Regions from separate parts of the Mus musculus genome. Here all the other regions are linked to region 1. The links are chromatin contacts, called in public Hi-C and HiChIP or PLAC-seq maps. All regions are on one chromosome and are shown on one strand. Each heading gives the region's core, a stretch centred on a gene start, on an enhancer-like site or on the middle of the called end of the contact. The rest is flanking DNA. Distances are from core to core; before and after follow the strand shown.

Evidence for each region. A called contact is a pair of places that touch in the nucleus more often than the background predicts. HiChIP or PLAC-seq counts read pairs in DNA pulled down with a chosen protein or histone mark.
Region 2: an H3K27ac HiChIP or PLAC-seq map of CD8 T cells shows a contact between it and region 1, with 30 times the contacts expected there. The contact joins the promoter of Satb1 here to the enhancer-like site in region 1. A contact is called at or near these places in 2 of 484 Hi-C or Micro-C datasets (both in Th2 cells), 4 of 115 datasets of contacts at active chromatin or transcription factors (CD8 T cells, the SCID.adh cell line, Th2 cells and 1 more) and 2 of 9 other capture datasets (liver and pancreatic islet).
Region 3: a Hi-C map of Th2 cells shows a contact between it and region 1, with 1.9 times the contacts expected there. The contact joins two enhancer-like sites. A contact is called at or near these places in 1 of 484 Hi-C or Micro-C datasets (Th2 cells) and 3 of 115 datasets of contacts at active chromatin or transcription factors (CD8 T cells, the HPC-7 cell line and memory CD8 T cells).
Region 4: a BATF HiChIP or PLAC-seq map of CD8 T cells shows a contact between it and region 1, with 5 read pairs. The contact joins two enhancer-like sites. A contact is called at or near these places in 2 of 115 datasets of contacts at active chromatin or transcription factors (CD8 T cells and memory CD8 T cells) and 2 of 9 other capture datasets (adipose tissue and pancreatic islet).

Annotation. Positions count from the first base shown.
Region 1 is chr17:52,035,263-52,038,210 of GRCm38.p6, reverse strand. No RefSeq gene overlaps it. Among named protein-coding and RNA genes, the nearest start is that of Gm19585, 110 kb to the left of the region's middle. Within about 2 kb of position 1,515, at least 17 of the 459 cell types and tissues checked have an H3K27ac peak or open chromatin away from gene starts, as enhancers often do. A contact at or near this core is called in CD8 T cells, the SCID.adh cell line, Th2 cells and 1 more, where this site is marked.
Region 2 is chr17:51,831,050-51,834,286 of GRCm38.p6, reverse strand. Satb1 (special AT-rich sequence binding protein 1) reads left to right here and starts at 1,640. Exons shown (of 11, transcript NM_009122.2): 1 at 1,640-1,817.
Region 3 is chr17:51,902,439-51,905,445 of GRCm38.p6, reverse strand. The region is part of intron 1 of Gm20098 (predicted gene, 20098); the gene reads right to left. Among named protein-coding and RNA genes, the nearest start is that of Gm20098, 21 kb to the right of the region's middle. Within about 2 kb of position 1,280, at least 50 of the 459 cell types and tissues checked have an H3K27ac peak or open chromatin away from gene starts, as enhancers often do. A contact at or near this core is called in CD8 T cells and Th2 cells, where this site is marked.
Region 4 is chr17:51,806,191-51,809,106 of GRCm38.p6, reverse strand. It overlaps Satb1 (special AT-rich sequence binding protein 1), which reads left to right. Exons shown (of 11, transcript NM_009122.2): 2 at 1-64. Among named protein-coding and RNA genes, the nearest start is that of Satb1, 25 kb to the left of the region's middle. Within about 2 kb of position 1,451, at least 37 of the 459 cell types and tissues checked have an H3K27ac peak or open chromatin away from gene starts, as enhancers often do. A contact at or near this core is called in CD8 T cells, where this site is marked.

The sequences.
Region 1 (2,948 bases), core at 266-2,765:
GGTGAAGGACTGAAGAAGCTGAAGGGGTTTGCAACCCCATAGGAATAACAACAATATCAACCAACCAGACCTCCCCAGAGATTGTAGGGACTAAACCACCAATCAAAGAGTACACATGGAGCAACCCACGGCTCCAGCTGTAGGAAAGGATGGCCTTGTCTGGCCTCAATGGGAGAGGATACACTTAGCCCTGCAGTGACTTGATGGTGGGGGGTGGGGGGGACTGTAGAGGAGTCAGGGGTGGGTAGGAAGTGTTGCTGGTGATACCCAAGGTACCTTTGCTTTCTCAGAGGAGAAGGGGAGAATTGAGGCAGGATCTGTGTGAGGGAGAACTAGGAGAAGATGGGGGCGGGGGCTGATGTTGGGATGTAAAGTGAATAAATAAAAAATTAATTATTTTTTTTTAAACTAAGGTGGGTGGCTGGAGAGATGACTTAGCTGTTACAGGCAATGAATATAATCTAGAGGATCTGCTAGTGATTCCCAGCACCTTCAGTGAGGCTCCTAACCACCTGTACCTTCAGTTCCAGAGTATCTGGTGCCCTCTTCTGACCTCTGTAGGCATCGGGTATGCACATGTTACAACAATATATTCACAAACAAAACAATATACACATAAAACATAAACTAAGGTGGAAAGGAATAAGGAAGATACCTGAGGTTAACTCTGACCTTTACATACATATGCACATGTGCAAAAGCACTCATGTGCCATATTCATGTACACACACACACCACACATATGCACATACACACAAGTAAAGGCAAAAGGGGAAACCCTTGTTTAAGGCAAGAAACAACAGCAGACACAATGTCCTTCATCTATATTATTTTGTCCTCACCCACGGGACATATTTTGAGCTTCAACATCAATTTGAAACTATGTTAAAAAAAAAAAAAAGACTCATTTAGAATCCTTTTTATTTTATCTAGACAGCAGTATAACATATACTGAAAAGAACATACTTTTTAAAAGATTTATTTACTTTAATTTTATGTGTGTTAGCCTGCATGTATATGCACATATGCACGCCCTGTGCCTGAGGAAGCCAAAAGAAGGTGCTATATTCTCTAAAACTGGAGTTATAGGAGGTTGTCTATTGCTATATGTATGTTACAAACCAAACTACTATATGTATGTCCTCTGCTAAAAAGTGTTCTTAATTCCTGAACCATCTCTCTAGTTCCCAAATCATGAGCTTATAATGACATTTCTGATGCTCTGTACCTACCTTCAGAGTCCCTACCTCCAAACTTGTATTCAGCAACTGACTTTGTACTTTAAGCTATTGTTTGACCTACTAAAACGTAAAGTGAAAAGTGATAGTGATATAATATCTGTATCACCTAACACATAATTGGAACTCAATATATTTTTAGCTAAAATAAAAGTTGCACATGTCCTAAGGATCATTACGCTCAGACACTCCTTGCCGAGCCCAGGTTTAGCCTGACTGAGGATATGCCCGGAATGGGCACCTACTGCTACTCTCTCGTCACACCTGGGTACCCACTTGCTTTCCTGTTCACTTCCTTTGCTCTCAGTGTAGCCAGGGGCATGACTTCAAATATCCCACACTGCTGAGTTCATGCCAGTCCCTCTCCTTCCTTTCCCCTACAGGTACAGATGTTAGACATCAAGGCAATTTTTCACTCCTCTGAACATTGCTGAGAAATTCTAGATACCATATCTTCCTTTCTTCTGTCTCTCTACATCTTTGGGAGCAGCCAGTTTAGAACGAAATGAGCAAGAGTCAGATGTGGTAAGAGAAGTAGGAAAGGAACTGAGGCCTGAGTAATCTATTATCTGTCTAATCTACCCCTGAATAATTCATAAACTGACTAATCCAACCCTATCACCTATGCAAAAACAGAGTCTCAAAAACAGGCCCTTTAACTTCTCCCAGTGAGCTCTAAAATCTTAGGCCAAAGCTGAGAACTGACTCTGCCACCCACCACCTCCACATGGTTTTCAGGGGGTGGTCAGGCAGGTATATACTCTTTTCTGTGGTTTCATTAGACCTCGGGAAAATATTTCAAGCAGAGAAAACTCAGCATCAAAGAGTTCAGAGGAAATATAGTCATCAGAACAAAGGCTCCAGTGTTCCCAGGAAGATAATCTTAATGATTAAACATATGAAACTATCACATTTAAGAATCTAATTCTAAATCTCCCTTTTCAAAAGCAGCAGTATTTGTTTCTCAGTAACCCCACGTGCATTCACATGATACGATCCCGGACTACTTCAACAGATAGGAGGCCAGTTCCTCTAACCCAGATAAGGAGAGACAGGCAAATACTAGCACATTTGTCACTGATACTGAATCAGTTATTTGTGTTGTTGCTGGAACATGAGCAGCTTAAGGATGGAAGAGTTTATTTAGTCTTACAGTTCAAGGATGCTATCTGCCACGGCAGAGAAGTCACCATGGTAGGAGCTTGTAGCAAGCAGTCACATTGTGTCCATACTCAGGACTCCTCATACTATGCTGCTATTCTTATGAAGTCCAGAACAGCAATCACCTCAGTGAACCTAACCTAGATAATCCATCACAGGCCTGCCCAGAGGCTTGTCTCCTAGGGGATTCTAGGTCCTGTTAGGTTGACAGTCAATGGTAACCACCACAGACATGCCATCCATAATACAGGAAGTCTAGTTTAAGCTATACGTAGTATAGCTTAATCCACAAAATATGCCCAATAGTTAATAGGGCATCAATACAGAAGAATGGGAGCCAGGTAGATACTGTCCACACCTAGATCATAATAAAGATAACTGTCATGTGCTGGTGTGTTAGAAATTCAAAACAACCCCCTTCAGTCGAGTGAAAACTGATAAATACCTTTAGCTGGCTTGAATGCCAGAGTCTCTCGTTCCTCAAACCTTCCAATCTTTTGCTTAGGGTCTGCCCTATGTTAGGCACTGAGACAAGTACATCCACTCACA
Region 2 (3,237 bases), core at 391-2,890, 200 kb after region 1:
AAAACTGAATTCTCAGCCCACAGTCACTTTCCAGGAACTTGCCTGCAAACAGCTCTGCGCTGGAGGGATGGAACTCCCAGCAATCTCAATCCTGCCACCCTGACTGCCTTCGCTCCACATACAATTATTTATGGGGACTTAATGAGAGAGCAAGCCTTATGTGAAAGAACGCAAGAAAGTGCAGCTGCTAAAAACAGACCCAGGCAGTTCTACAGTCCTTATTTTTACAACTGAGCTTCTGCAATTCCTGCCACGAACCTAACAGCTCCACTCCTTGCCAAACACACAAAGAGAAAAGTAAAAACTGTTTTCGTTCTGCAACCCCCTTAACTTCGAGTAAACAGTAGTAATTTTCTATCGTCACGTTCAATGCAAATTTCCCAAAGGCGACACAACAGGAAACAAAAGACCTGTTAGTTGATAGCTTCCTTAGAGCTGGGGGTTGTGTGGGGAAGGAGTAGCAGGGGAGTGGGTTAAAGTTGATAGAGTCCAATTTCTCCCTAGCTTGGGGGTCCAAGCCTTCAGCTACTTTGACCTTTCAGAGTTCTTTGGAGCTTCACCAGTTGAAAAGGTCCCTGGGCCCAGCCTCCCCTCCTACGAAATCCGCATTTCTTGACCTCTTTGCCCCTGCTTTTGGGTGGGTCAGGGTGGGAGAAGAGACTTGGACAGTGGCTTAAGCATCTCCTTCTGGTTGGGTGCGTCGACCTACAGCTGCCGACAGGAAAATGATACTGATGCAAATAGCTGGGGTTGAGAAGGGGGTCTGCAAGAGGCCCCCTCCTCCTCCATCCACTATGTGTTCCTCAATAGGGGTGCCCAAGAGAAGAGGATAGCAAGAAGAGCCCATCAGTTTGAAGGGAAGGAGGTCCCCTCTAGGAAAGATCTTCTCCATCAAACATTGAAGAGAGGGGAAAACTTGGCCCGCATGCCCCTACTGGGGAGCGACACACCCCACACAAGCTGGCTTGCGGGGCGCGGGGGTTGTGCTCAGGCCTCTCACCTGACTTCCTCCTCCGCTGGCACACACACACACCAATGCCCCGCGCTCTGCACCCCCAAAGCCCAGGCAAACAACGACAAGAGGAAGCGGCGGGCGGCGAGGGTGCGCGGCGGGGGCGGTGCAGGTGAGGGCCGGGGCGGTGGGGCTCCGGGGCTCGCCCACACTTACCCTGGCGGCCGCGGGGTCGCTCTCCCGCAGCGACCCTGCACCCGGGCGGCGCTCAGGGATGTGGCGGCTGCGGTGGCTCGGGCTCGGCTCAGCTCGGGCTCCACTGCGCGCTCTCGGAGCCACCGGCCGCCCAGGATCCTGCCGCCAGGGGGAGAAGCGGCCGCGGGCGCGGGGGAGGCAGGCCGGGCCCGGTCGCTCCCGCTGTGGGGTCCGCAAGCCCCCCACGCGGGCGAGAGGCGAGAGCGCGGCGCCCCAGGCACGCACGGCCCCCGGCCAGCGTCGGGGGGCTCTCGTGGGGGCGCCCCGATCGCCCGCGCCGCGCTCTACACTGCGGGCTCCGAGCGGCTCCCGCGCCCCCTCCCGCGCCCCGCCCCGCCCCCGCCCCTTCCCTTCCCCCTCGGCCCCGCGCGCTCCCCGCTCGCTGCTCGCCGCGCTCTGCCCCCTTTAAACGCCCACTTCGGATGGGGAGAGGAGACAACTTGAAGTCAAGTTGCCATTAACTTCCGCGGCGGCCGCCAGCTCGGCGGCGGGGAGGTGGCAGCAGCTGCAGCCGCCGCCCGGGAAGTCCGCCGCCCGGCGCGCCCGCGCGGGGAGCCGACCCGGCCTCGGCCCGCACCGCTGGCCCGCGCTGTCCCGGTTCCACGCCTGAGTGAGTCCCGCTTCTTTGCTCCCTGCCAGTGCTGCTCCCGCTCTGGGTCTCTTGCCCGGCTCGCCTCCGTTTTCTGCGGATGCGGAACCGATCCAAACTTCTCAGTGGCCCCGGCTGGGGCGACTCTGCGCCCCTCGCGTGCCGGGGTCTTGCTGGCCCTTCTCTCGAGCGCGCTCAGACATTCGGGAGGACTGGGCTGGTGAAGTGAGGGTCATGGCCGGGATGCGGACTTACTTGGCGTCTTTGCCTCTCCCGCACACCTGCCCGGCAGGAGTCCCTCGTTAGACACTTTAGTCCAGGTCGTGGGCATGGCCCGCTTTAGAGGACGAAGGCGGCGTGGGGGGAAGCCCTCGGCGGGCGAGTGGGGAAAAGGGAGCCGCTCAGTGAGCCCCGGTGCGGGGAAGGAGGCGAGGTGCGGGGTGGAGTTGGAAAGGTCGCGCGCCAGATCTGGAGTTCACTTAGCATCCTCTCCCATCTCATCTCCCCCTGTTCTTTCCCGGCCAGCCCTACTTTGCTGGTGGCGAGCGGAGGTGGAGAGGGGCCTGGGAAGTTTGTGGCAACTTCTCTATCCCGAGAGCCACTCGGGCGCTGGGCGCTCAAGTTGGAGCCCAGAGTTTGAGAGCCGAAGAACAGCGCTCGTGCAGCCCACGCCGGCGATCGCGGGTCGGTCCTGGAGGGTGATTCGGGTTTGGGCTTGGGCGGGAAGCCGAGGGAGGTACATGGTGTCTTAGCTGGGACTGTGGCCCCACAGGTGCAGCCCAGGGGGCAACTCCTCATTTCCCTGCGACAGTACACACCCGAGAGCGGCGGCCTTCTACAGTGTTCCTCCATTGCAGAGCTCCCAGGGTGGCCGAACTGGGGTTGGGCAGCTCGAATGCAAGGGACTGAGGGGGCAAGCGGCAGGTCCAGATGGTGACACGTGCGTGTGCTTGGCCCAGCAAAAGGCGCTAAACAGGTCCCTTCTGGGATGATCCCAGAAGACCAAGAGGACAGCAGCTTAGAGCTCAGGGTAGAGGTTTTGACCCTGGCCTCCACCAGGGCCAGGTTTTACTTAACAAGATGTCAACCACAGGCTCATCTCTTAAAATGTCCGGTTGACAACTTTGACCTCTGCACCCTTTCTGGGAGAACTTTCTCTGAGGCATGTAGGATTCCCAGGGTTAAGACGTGGATTTCACTTGTCCATAGGGACCGGAAGACACCCAATTCCCTGGAGAGAACCTTTTCTGCTCCCGATTGATTGGCTGGGGTTCCATGTTTGTATCCTTGGAGGCCAGAGAACCCAACTTTCCCAAGACAGAAGAGGGGAATGAGCAAGAGTCTGGTCTCTTTCTGCCAGAAGTCAGGTTCTGTCCTTAAGCAGTACCTGGATTTTTTACAGTGTTTGTGCCTGGTGACAGAAGCTCAGCCTTCCAAAAAC
Region 3 (3,007 bases), core at 31-2,530, 130 kb after region 1:
AGAATAAATCTCATCATGCTTTCTCATTTCATATTTTCACTCACAATATGTTATAACTCTATCATTCTAGCAAGTATATATTAATAACACATTGGTTTTAATTTGTATTTTTTTTTGATATATGTAAACGTAGACATTGGAGAAAACACAGGAGTGTATCTCAGTAACTTTACAACAAGGCTCAGAAAGCATTAGATATCAAAAACACAAAACAAACAAAAAGAAACCAGGTACGGTGGTACACATTTTTAACCTTAGCACTCAGGCATCAGGGGCAGGCAGGTATCTGTGACTTTGACGTCAGCCTGCTCTATCCAGTGAGAGTTACATAGTAAGACCCTGTGTCAACAAAGGAAAAAGAAGAGAAAACAAAAGGCAGAGTATGAGGAGGTGACTTAGTGGGTAAAAGAGAAGGCAGGCCAGCATGAGGAACTGAGTTCAGACCTCTAAAGCCTACCTAAGAGGAAGACTCAGTTGTGTGCCTGTTCATCCATCAGGAAACAGGAATCAGAGACTGGAGGAATTCTAGATGTTCACAGGCCAGCCAGTCAAAGAGCAGAACCATCACTGAGGTTGTCCTCTGACCTCCACATGCACACTCACACACACACACACACACACACACACACACACACACACACACACACAGAGGCTATATGAAAAAATGTCTATAATTAAACAATCAAATCCAATGGGGAAAGCCTGAACAAAATGTTTACACAGGCCCTTCACCAATGAACACAGTGGCCACGAAGCACATGGCAAATCTGTGTGACCCTCCTTCCTTCCCCCCGTAGGAGAAATCATCTTTTATTTTTACTACTGTTTTTACACACATAGTTTCCCACCCGAACTCTACACAACTTGGAAGCAGAGAGTATGTTGAAGGCATCTTTGGTTACCTCACTTGAGACATTCTCAAGTAGTTTCAAATGGTTGACCCAATGAAATAAAAACATGTATGGTAAGACCTGAATAAGGCCATTAATATTATAAATAAATAAAACAGTAACAAGAACATTTCCTACAGATGATGGGGGGAAAAATGCCAAGAAATAAAAGCCTTAAGAGGGAGAAAGAGGAGTCCTCAAGGTTGGGTGAAATTACTGTCAAGATATGATATAAAATACAAGAGGAAACAGGGTTTATAAAACAAAATAACAAAGATACTGTTAAAGAAAGCTTCCAAAAATAAGACATATGCTCTCTTCATGGGCAACCTATCTCTGTGTGGGTAATTTTGCGTCTCTGAAAGCCCAGGGGAAAACTATCAGACCAAAACAGGAAGCTGTGCATGTGCTACAGAGCGGAAGTCACTATAGCATGAGTCTCTGTGTACCCTGATGTGCATCCTTCCTTCCAGAAAGCTCAGATTCCTTGTCAGAAATGACACCCAGAAAGCACAGATGGCATCATGCCTGCCTCACTACGTGTTTTGGGTACCCATGACATCATCTTGGAATTCCCAGCATACCACCATCTGAGCCTCACAAGGCATGTAGCCTCTGAAAAGAAAAGTTGTTCTGCAAGGCTCCTGTGAAACCTGCTCATGGTTCATGAGCCACAGTTTAGTGTAACTATAACGAATTTTCTAGAACTAGAGTCTTACTCCAGGCATCTTCACAATTACTTGAAAATAGGAATGCCTATTTGGTTTTCAAAAGATGAGCTCAAGCTAGTTCTGTCCCTCTGGAAGAGACCTGAACATGTCCCAGGTCATCTCATTTCTGTCCCAATCTCCAAACTATTTTGTGAAAGTCACTTGATTCTTGGGTCAAAGCAAGGTTTTCTTTTCCTTCTTTTCTTTCTTTCCTTCTTTCTTTGTTCCTTTCTTCCTTTCTTTCTCTCTCTCTTCTCTTTCTTTCTTTCTTTCTTTCTTTCTCTCTTTCTCTCTTTCTCTCTCTTTCTCTCTCTCTCTCTCTTTCTTTCTTTCTTTCTTTCTTTCTTTCTCTCTTTCTTTCTAATATTTTTTGGAGGGTGAGAACTTTGAGACAGGGTCTCACTATTTACCCCTGACTGTCCTGGAACTCACTGTGTAGATCAGGCTGGCCTCAAACTCACAGAGATCCACCTACCTCTGCCTGCTGAGTGCTGGGATTAATAAGGCATACCATCACCACCTGGCTAAAAAATCACATATTCCAGGCTGGCCTTGAACTCCTGATCCTATTGCATTCAGCAAATCCTACCACCCTGCACCACCACAGCTGAAAACTTTTTTTAATTAAAACATTTTTCATATGATATATTTTGATGGTGTTTCCCCCTCCCTCAATTTCTCCCCTCCCAACTTTGCATTCCTTATCTCTTTCTCCTTTTAAAATAAGCAAACAAAACCAAAAGAAATTCACATGTACAAAAAAAATCCTCACAAAATAGAAATTAAAATAAGCAAACAAAAGACTGATAAGACAAAAAAAAAAGTCCAAGTAAAGCAAAATGAGACAAAAATACCACTGTGTTCCTCGAGTATTGGTGATCTATTGCTGGGCATTCTTTCTTAATAAAGACACAGAAATCATGGCTTTGAACCAGGAAAATTCTGACCAGAATAAGCAAGTTTCTTGACTGTCTTTTTAAGATCTTCAGGGGAAGAGAACACAATCTTTCTGAATATATCACATATGGGGACCAAAGAAGTGAAGCAGAGTGTTAGTGGCCATTCACACTGGGGTTCCTGCAGGTCCAGAGAATAAAAACACAGTTTAGACACACAGCAAAGAGATAAAGGACTTAGAAGAGCCTTTAAAAACGACAGTTTCATACAGGAAATCTATGTGGTGAAAAGGAAAACTGATTCCATAAGTTGTCCTCTGACTTCCACGAGTATGCATATACTCTGGTATGTATGCAATATATAAATCACTAACTATGAAAAACATGATACTCTAGAGACTATGCTGCACTTATAGGCAAAATGTATATCTGTGTGAATTTATATGTGAGTATATGTATGCCAGTGTGTGTGAATAAGTGAGTGTGTGAGTATATGTGTGTGAATGTGTAT
Region 4 (2,916 bases), core at 202-2,701, 230 kb after region 1:
GGAAAGATGCAGGGAGTGCCTTTAAAACACTCGGGCCATCTCATGAAAACCAACCTTAGGAAAGGTAAATACTCGCCAATCAAATCCTGCAAAGCTGCTTGATGTCTGCCCAAGGCCACCCTGTGTGGAGGTGTAGGGCTGGAACATGCTGGGCATATTCTCTTTCTAGGTGTCTTTCTGATGGGAAATTAAATGGCATTGTGGGCTGTGGTGTCAGTCAGGTTCTGAAAGCATGTGTGCTGGTTTTGAGTGGTGCCTCTCTCTTCCTAAGACTGGAGGCCCTGGTATATTTGGAGAGTAAAAAGTCTGAGTTCAGTGTCATGGTCTTCGTCTAGACAAGGTCCATTTGGCGACACTGCTGCAGTTATGGGTGTGCAGGTAGCTGCTGTTTGAGCTGATCCTGGGTAAGAGACTGAGCTTGTCTGAGAATCACCATAGGTTTTTCCTGAGATTACTAACTGTAAGGGGATTTTCAGGACATGGACCTGACATGAGAACAAAGATTTCTGATGTAATTTACTGTGCTTTTTATTTTTCTGAAGAGCAAAGTTATTATTTAACAGTTTGTTTTTTAAAAACAATTTGCTGATTCTGGTTTTTAATTTTGAGTATTTTTGGTAAAGGGAAAGGAAGATTTAGGCAAGTTTGTAAAGGGGAAAAATACAAACAAGTGATTTTTCTACCAATATTAAATGGATGAAGTTTTTACAACTTTGCCTGTGTTAGACATTGCTGTCCCTACAAGTCAGGTCCTGTGTGGAATACCCTGTATGCCTCACAGGGGTCTTTATTTTGTCATTGAATAACATGTAGGACTCAGATTTTTTCTGCATTTGCTAAGCAAAGAATAATAATGCCATCTTTTACTCAGCACGAATACTAAGCAGAGAAAGTTAGGAGGCCGAGGAATTTCATTGTGTTTGATGCATAACATTTATCATATTTATCATACAATCATTTATTTTTTTCCTTGGTTTGGCGAAAACAAAGAATATATTGATCCTGAAATAAACAGACACAGCACTCCGTATTGTTAGATCTTTATCTATTAAAAATGGAAAAACAGCCCTTCAGCAAATTCTTTGGCCTCTACTCATGATTACCCTATTTATTGATTGTTTGCCAAGAATGTATGCATCTTTAAGCCAGGGTAAGAGCATTAAAAATATAATTTATTATGGCTTTTCAAACAGAGTGCATTAATATTGTACTGTGTAGTGCTGAGGCTCTATAAAAAAAGACTTTCTGACGCCTGCAAACACACAAGTTCCATAAATTCCTAAATAGGAGATTTCAGCTGTCTCTGGTATTATGTGATATTTGCACAGCAAACTTTAATGCCAGGACAGTTTTAGACAAGGATTCTACAGACTTCCCTGCTCCTTATGGCTGCCGTGCTGTTTACACAGGCTCATGAACCTCCAGCAAAAGCCTCTAAGACTGCCTTCAGGTTTAAATCATGTGGTATTTTTAGCTTGCAGCAGTGACCAGTGCTCCCTGTCTAATGCAGGAAGGCTATGAAGTTGCAGTAGTTGGAAGTCTGGCCAAACACCAGCTTGAATAATCAGGCAGTCCAGCGAAGGCTCCTGTTTAACATTACTCCTAGTAACAGGAGGGCAACCGTGACAGTTCTCAAGACGATCTAGCACCGGATTTGTAATTAGATGATCCTGTTGCTACCGTATCGCAGCCACCTTTATTATCTATAAGGCACCTTTAAATTCGATCAATTAAACACAGAGTCAATCCAGGCTGTTTCAGTGGTTTGAAAAGGTTTCACTTATTTCATAGAGCAGAGGTCTGAAAAGCTATTTGACACCTCTGATTCCATGAGAGGAAAATGCAGTATACGTGATTTTGGCTTGCAAACCCCAACTCCTCAGACATCAGTAGTGAGGAGAAGGAGCTAAGAGCTAGAGTGTGGTCATCTCACTCCTCAAATGCTTTAAGAAATGCATTGCATTCAAAATTACATATCTAAGAAATACATTTTAATTCTAGGAGGGTCTGCGCTCAAAACAAACAGCAAAAAAAAAAAAAAATCAGAAGTCTTTTGGGAGGTTTTGTTTTTTTATTATTTTTTTTAATCTTATTTTTCATGTGCTTGGTTTCTGTTTGACAGGTGCTAGATAAAAATTGTGGCTAAGCTGAGAAAGCACTAAGAAAAAGGGGTTGGGTGTTTTTATTTGTTTAAGAGATTTTGCCAAAATACCTTCAAGCCAAGGAAGAAATCACCAGTTTGCATATTGCTATTTTTGCTGCGGTCTCCCCAAGTTCTCTTCTGATCCCTGACGGGTTCTCTCTCTGGTATAAAACAGCTGAATGAATGACAAGAATATTGGCAAGCTCTGCGGCTTGTGTTTCATGCCTAGCCTGCTGGTACTTCCCAACGAGTTTGTGAGCTTTTCTAAGTAAACCTAAAGGGGTTGGTTTAATTGTCAGAGCTGGAGTCTCCTGTGAATGGTTTCGCAGAGCTTAGGTGAAGACACACATGTGGAAAGATGGAGCTGTTTTATGGCCGGCTTTTGTTCAGCAGAAACCAGCAAATAGAGGATTTGTAAAGGGCCTCTCAGGCAGTAGGGAAATGTCATGCCGATCCTCAGAGCAGGGGATGGGCAGCTGACACCCTCAGAAGTTAGGGTTCTGCCAGTCCAGTACAAGTCCAGAGTATAGAGCCGACGCAGGCAGGGATACTGTGGAACTAATTGGGGATCCTGGGTGCCCTGTTAAAGTAACCCTTGTCATCATTTATGCTAAAGATGATACTCTCCTGGCAGTGTGCCACAGTACTGCTCAGATGCATCTGTTTTTAACCCTTTTCTGGAACTGTTGGAAGTCTGACAGCGTACTGCATTAATACCTTGAGTGCCACTGCAGGTGGACTCCGGCTTCTGGGCCAAATCTCCTTCCCAACAG